2 separate regions of the Zea mays genome follow, and region 2 is linked to region 1. The links are chromatin contacts, called in public Hi-C maps. All regions are on one chromosome and are shown on one strand. Each heading gives the region's core, a stretch centred on a gene start, on an enhancer-like site or on the middle of the called end of the contact. The rest is flanking DNA. Distances are from core to core; before and after follow the strand shown.

The links. Hi-C and Micro-C count contacts between places; a contact is called where the count stands out from the background.
Region 2: a Hi-C map of leaf shows a contact between it and region 1, with 10 times the contacts expected there. The contact joins the promoter of LOC100193836 here to the promoter of LOC103638813 in region 1. A contact is called at or near these places in 6 of 25 Hi-C or Micro-C datasets (bundle sheath, ear, endosperm and 2 more).

Annotation. Positions count from the first base shown.
Region 1 is chr9:107,869,113-107,872,673 of Zm-B73-REFERENCE-NAM-5.0, forward strand. LOC103638813 reads right to left here and starts at 1,600. Exons shown (of 8, transcript XR_004852716.1): 1 at 634-1,600.
Region 2 is chr9:108,130,532-108,134,220 of Zm-B73-REFERENCE-NAM-5.0, forward strand. LOC100193836 reads left to right here and starts at 1,930. Exons shown (of 5, transcript NM_001138918.1): 1 at 1,930-2,233; 2 at 2,678-2,938; 3 at 3,478-3,677. The coding sequence starts at 2,743.

The sequences.
Region 1 (3,561 bases), core at 350-2,849:
ATTGAAAAAGAAAACTATAACGTGAGCAGGCTGAAGCAAATCTGAAAAGCAGACTGGCAAGTATAACTGCATCACAATCACACAGTTTTGCCTTTTGGCTTTTGAACTTGTGAAATTATTTTCGTACTATATTGCCAGACAGCATCAGCATATTGAAGCTAGCAACAAACAGAGGGTACAAGGGGATATAGGCATAAACAAAAACAACTGAAGAAACAATAGATGATGCAAACACAGTATTGCGCATATGTTACATTACTGGATACTATACTGGTATGATGGTATTAAGTTTGAAACACACTATAAGCAAAGTATAGAACTAAACCAAACTACATTCGTGACCACACCACTCGTCATATGACCATACCTTGAAGAAACAAACAGTAAAACATATCGGACCTCTAGTCGTACATAAGAGAAGAATCAAGAATGTGTGGATAAACACCGTTCTCCCTTCACAATTTTGTCGCAAAATGGAAACAAAAACTTCGCAGATTAATGGGACCACCCAAGCGCCCACAAAACAGGATTCTATAATTAACAAGCAACTTTAATAGTTTAATCCAAAATTCAGCCCATCTCTAAACTAAATGCACAGAAGAAAAACTAGAGTGCTGGACCGGCCACACTCACATCCGAATCGCACCACCGTTGTCGATCCATGGCAGCGCGCCGGTCGACCGACGCATAACGCTGCCTCCTGGCTGCAGGGCCGCCATCCACCGCATTGGCCGCTACGCCTCGCCGCTCGGCTGGCGGCCGCGACACGGAGCGCCCGCGCTGCCGCGAAGACTCCGTCTGCCTAGCGTACCGCGCGGTGGAGCTCCGCCGACCGCCAGCGCCACCGCCCCCACGCTCTGCGGCCGCTGGAAGCCTTGACCGGCCGCGCGCAGCAGTCTCCTCGTCGTCGTCGTCCTCGGACTCGGCCCTGGCCCGGAAGAACTCGTCGGCGAGGTCGTCGAGGCTGACCTGCGGCGGGAAGACGCCGCCGCTTCCCCCGCCCCGCACCTTGTTGACGAACCTCGACGACGGCGTCGCCGTGTCCTCGGTGGAGGGCGACGGCGGCGGGAACCGGCTCAGGCTCTTCGACCGGCGGACGCTGCCTCCGCCGCGGCCCGCGGCCTGGCGCTCGCGAGTGGCGGAGCCCGCGTCCTCTACGGGCGCGAGAGCGTCGCCCCGCCTCGTCCCCGACCGGAACGCCGTAGCAGCAGCCATCGCCGCCAGTGGCCGGAGCTAGGGTTCGGAGCTGCTAGGTGTTGGCCGCCGCCTCGCTCCCCTCCTTGTGACTTGTGAGCAGAGAGACGAGTATTATCAGATAATAATAGAGACGGAATTGGCAATAGCAGTAGCTTCGAGTGCACCGAGCAGAATTGAGACGCTTTTTGTTTCCAACTTTCCATATATGCTGCAGTCTGTCAAACCCGATGAAACATGTGCACCGTGGAGGCGTGGACAATACCTGGACCCATATTTCATTGGTGCTGGCTGCTGGGCGGTGGGAGTAATGAATGCCTGGGTTTGCAGGTGCTGGTGAGTGAATTTGAATTTCAAACTTGCGGCCGTGTTTCAAGGGGAATTTACGAGGCTCTACAACAGCAGGCAGGCAGTTGGCACACGGGATCCTGGTAGTTGGTTGGGTGTCGTTGCACCGTGGCAGCGTGACGGACCACTGCCTGCAGCCTGCGTTGTTCTCTCCTCTCGCGGTCTCGCCGCTCGGCTCGACCGTGACCACCGAACACGGGACAAGTGAGACAAACAAACCAAAGCGGGCGGGCGTGCATCGTGCGCTCCGCCGGCGCCGCTTGAACAGCTGCGGACTGCGGTGCTTCGACGCGGCCCAGGACGGGGAGGAGGGCTGGTCTATTAGGCTAATTTGGTTCGATGTATTTGGATTTTTAAAATTTCAGGTTCTGAAAAATAAGAACCAAAATTTTTTAAAATAGTTTTAAGAACTGAACCTGAATATACCCATAATTTCGGTTCGTTCTATTCGGTCCCCCGAATGGACCCGAATAGTAGAGAGACTAGTATATTTTGTTAAAATATATACAATAAATAATTAATTGAAAGTACTATTATTAGAACAAGTGTCTATAAAAAATAGCATACAGAGATATATATTATCGTTAAGATGATATCATAATTTTTAGTTAATAAGTTCATAAATCATATAATAATATCATCACATATTAAGAGTTTTTTTTAAGTTCGAGTTATTGGGTCTATTCAGGTTTTAAAGGTTAGGAACCGAACTCGAACTTATACCCCAAAATATAGCACATATATGAACCGAACCTGAACCCGAAAACCCGGTTCGGGTTTAGGTTCAGGTTCAGATTTCGGTTTTAAAATACCCACCCGTAATTGAGAGCCTATGGGTTTTGGTTTCCGCGACACGGATGGGCAAGCTGGCAGGAGTATGCCGGAAAAAAACGAGCGGGAAATTTTGAAACTTCTCTGGTGTAGTGCAGTGCTCTGCGCAAGGATTGGATCGTTTGTAACTGAGAACATGTTTTAAGGGCTAAAACGGGTATAGCGTCGGGTATCGGATATAATAATCCATTTTTCGGATGCCGATTTAGATATTTTTATACTCAAGACAAATATAGTTACTACTTGGATAGCGCACCTTCATATTCAGATTGAATATCTGGTATCCGTTTTTTCTTTTTCTATGTAATATTGTTATTAATTCATAATTTTTGCATATGAACTCGGATGAATGTAAAGTTTATAAGAAAATTATAGGGCTCAAAAAGATCTACAACTTTATAGCACATCATATTTTTGTTTGAACACATCTGCATGTTGAAATTATTGAAACAGTGTCAAAATTATTGAAATAGTGTCTAAATTTATACCAGACTATTGTAATTTGCTTATTTTTTTAGAAAAAATAAGGTATTGGCGCCTCTAATAACTTGCTCAGTATATTATATTTATATGTTTTTATATATATGCATGATAATTATGATGGTAACATATGTAAACTATCTTGTGATGTATTAGACTATTGTGTGATTCAAACCTTATTATTATATTCGAACTATTGTGTTGGATTATCTTGTGTTGGATTAGACTATCTTATGTCATTTTAAAATTATCTTCTATTGTATTAGACTATTATGTGGTTCGAATCTTGTTATCAAATTTGAAATATTGTGTTGGAGTATTATATGATCAAAATTTATTGTTATATTGTTATGTTGATCTATATTTTATGCAACGCTCGTGTATAATTGTTTTTCACAAACTAAATTAGAGTAAATGATAAGTGATTCATGCATTATCCGACAAGTATTCGATATTCGATCAAACAATATATGTATTTGTCACTTATCTGCTCGAATAAATATATGGTCTCTGTATTTGTATTCGTATTGTTTTTAACTATTCGTATCCGAATCCGATTAAAATATAATAGGATAGAATATGTCGGGGACTGTAATTAGGGGTACCCCCAATGCTCCTTAATCCGGCTGGAAAACATCTTCAGAACAAACCATAAGCGACTAATAAAGTGCAGGCCTCGTCTACCAAGGTGTAAGTGCAATCAACCCT
Region 2 (3,689 bases), core at 680-3,179, 260 kb after region 1:
AGCTAACAGAAATGCAAGTCCGTGCCATCTTTGAAGCTGCTATAGCGATGACCAACCAAGGCGTTCAAGTCTTTCCAGAGATAATGGTTCCTCTTGTTGGAACACCGCAGACATGCATCTTTTTTTTTTGTAACCTAAACCCTAAAATACACAATAACAAGAAAGACTGCAGGCAGGCATTCCTTTAGACAACTGACACTTGGTATTTGCAGGAATTGGGACATCAGGTGGCCCTTATCCGTCAAGTCGCTAACAAAGTTTTCACCAGTATGGGTAAAACTATTGGGTACAAGATCGGAATGATGATTGAGATTCCCAGGGCAGCTCTAGTGGCCGACGAGGTAGGAAACAAAAAACAACTAGCTCCGAAAACTCAAAACACGACTGTTTTAGACAGACTTTGTAGATCGACGCCATCAGAGGCTGGCTGGACGGAGGGAACAGCGCCTCCCCCGTGATCGGCCAGCCGCTCGCGCACCGGGAGCTGGCACCGAATATCGCTGGGATTGGATCTAAGAACTTGCCGCCGCCTGAGCTATTGGATCTAATAAGAGACGCAAGAACCCTAAACGCCCTAGTTGAGACAGGGAGCAAGAAGAATACCGGTGAGAAGCAGACTCCGAAGGAGATCGACGCCAGCAGGCGTGAGGAATCCGGTCTCCGTGCCACCGTTGCAGCGCGCATGCGGCGTGCCCTTCATGCCTGTTGCCCTAGTCCATGCTGGTCGGTGAGAAGCGACCTATTGGCTGCGTGCGTCCGGGATATTTCCTACCCCACAGCGACCGGGCCTGGTTCCAAGGCCTGGGTGACGAGGAAAGGCCGGGATGTAGCCCATGTCGGGCTTAACCGAACGCGCGTTTCTGATGGACAGGGATAATTTCCAGGCGGGAGCGATCCATGGGTTCTGGGCTTCATCCCGGCCGGTAACACCCTAACCGAACATGGCCTTAGGGCTGATTTGGTGATTCGGTATCACGGGAGGATTGGAGGGATTGAGGGAGAAATTAATTCATTTCCCCTCAATCCCTACGTGATTCCCTTGTCACCAAATCAGTCTTTAGAGAAGCAAATGTGATTTAAGCTAAAAAAAACTATGCTGCTGATCTAACCAATTGCAGCCCTTTTCTTGAGGTCCGTCTTCCTGTTTTTGTTCCAGAATTATTTACTAAGACAAGGCCACAAGGGGTATGGACCAGATGATTTGTACAGACATAGTACATTCTGACTTGCTGATATCCAACTGCTGAAGCTTTGATCTGCTATCCGATTCCAACGCGGACATTTGAATTCTTTTCAGTCAGCACTGCATCTAGTTGATCTGCTATCTCCTGTTTCTTTTCGGTCAGCAGACAACGGTGGTGAAATCAGGATCAGAAAGAATAGCTGCTGGATGTATTGAACTGCTGATCATTTGGGCAGTGTTACTTGTGCACCTGAAGCATGGCTAATTAGTGTTACAGGAGGCAGGATGCTTACGTGATCTTGACTACAAATAGTGTTTAACCGGGAAGTGTTTAACAGGGGTAAAATAGACACTATAGCAGAGCTGGACTCACAACAAATGAAACTGCGGTCTGCGGTAATTTAACGAGAACAGATGTATTTTCGGGGTATTTTAGATATTGACAATATTAATGGAGTATTTTGGGGAGCAGCAATATATAGGGAGTTAGGGACTTAAATAAGCAAATTTGCCACTTGACTTGGGGAGCGGCAATGTATAGGAGGAATATTTGACCGAGTCCAACAACATCAACAAGACGACGACCACGAGACACGCACGCCGCGTGCTATCCTGGTGCGGTTAGTAATCGGTTATCCGCACGGCGGGCGCACGCCCAAGCAGCCAACTAGCCAAGCCACGAACACACTCGTGTGACTCGTGTCCTCATAGCTGAGAGCCATTTCCACCGCCCAGCACGCTGGACCCACCTGCCGGCGTCCCGAAGAGCGGAACACCTGAAGCCAACGCCGGCCGTGCTGCTTCCGCTGCCTCATCGCACCAAGCCACCAGTCCGCAGCACGAAAGCTTCCCCCCCTCTCTTCTCCTGCTGGTTGGCTCATCAGGCCTGCCCGAATAATCCTCCTGCGGATTCCCCTCACGGCAGGCCAAAACCCGCACCTTTCCCCCGTCGACAGATTCTCAAACCCGGCGAACTCCGGGCAGGGCTCACGTCGCCGATCCCGCTCCCGGATTCTCTTTGCCGCCGCGAGGAGACGGCGTCCAGTCCAGGCAAGCGCTCCTCGCCTCGCAATCTTTTCCACCTCTCGTCGCCGTACGGTTCCTTGTTTTGGTGGGTTCGCTGGTACACTGAGAACGAACTGGCTGGTTTCCCCCTTTTCCTCAGCGTTGAATCGGGCACAGGGAACAAGCTGTTTCCTTCCTTTCAATCTTGATATTCTTTTTTTCTAATTCAATCTTGATATTCTTTTGTTTAAGGTGCTCTGTTGTCTCTTGTGGATGCACTATATGTTTCATCTCACCTCAATACTTGCATACGGGGCGTGATTATGATGTTGAAATCCTGACTTGGCCTGTTTGTTTTGGGTCAAGAGTTTCAGACAGTCTCCCTGTTCGGTGTCGTCATTGCTTCCACTCCTCGCAGAACAATATGCTACCTGAAACAGCTGTCACGTATGAGTGATGATGCTTGACTCGATTGCTATTCATTTCCAGGCCTTCAGCAGCTCCGTCTCCGTGTGTATCTGATCGGGGGATTCTTTGCTTGAGAAACTGCTAGCATGGGCGCGGTGCTTGGACGGCATGACACGCACAAGCGGAGTTCCCATGGTTCGAAGCTGGAGGTAAAGATGGTCGACGCTATGCAGCAGAGAGCATCGCATGGAACCTCACTGAAATCGTTCGATAGCATTATCATGAAGTTCCCCAAAATAGACGAGAGTTTCAGAAAATGCAAGACTATCTTCGAACAGTTTGGTGAGTTCTGCCCTTCTGCCAGTGCTTTGAATAGTTTGAACTGATGGCCACTCTGCAAATTTCCTTTCATGCTTTTAGTGAAATGCGAATGTGTCTTTTGGCATGGCAATTTGTTGATGAAGCTTTTCTTTTCAATCATGTTTTTTCGAGATTCAGGAACTGGACCTGATGGTTTAACTAACTCATTTACTGCTGTTTTGTTTTACATATAGTTCTAGTTATTTGCCATAAATTGTCAAATTTTCATACTTTATGCCAATGCTTGTTTATTCGTTTTCCCTTTGGTTCCTGTACTTCTGTTGTTTACACCTCCCTCTGCTTCTATTTCTTCATTTATGATCAACATGATTTTAAGTAGCGACATCTTATCTTTTTTATTCACTAAAAAGAAAGCATGTGTGACTGTGGGAAGTAATCAAAGTGGGAAGACTGCTATGCTTTGTGGAATATTCGTTGACTTGCGCTAATGGAGACAATTATTTTTGACACTGTCAGTTTTCATGTTCTCGTTGATGTGTCAAGAAGTGGTGCTTTTGCAGATGAAGATTCAAATGGCGAAATAGATAAAGAGGAACTGAAACATTGTTTTCAAAAGCTGGAAATCTCATTCACAGAGGAGGAGATATGTGATCTCTTTGAAGCTTGCGATATAAATGAAGATATGGGCATGAAGTTCAACGAGTTCATTGTCTTTCTGTGCCTTGTCTATCTTCTCAATGAAGCAGCTGTCTTGGAAGCAGTATCCTTCATA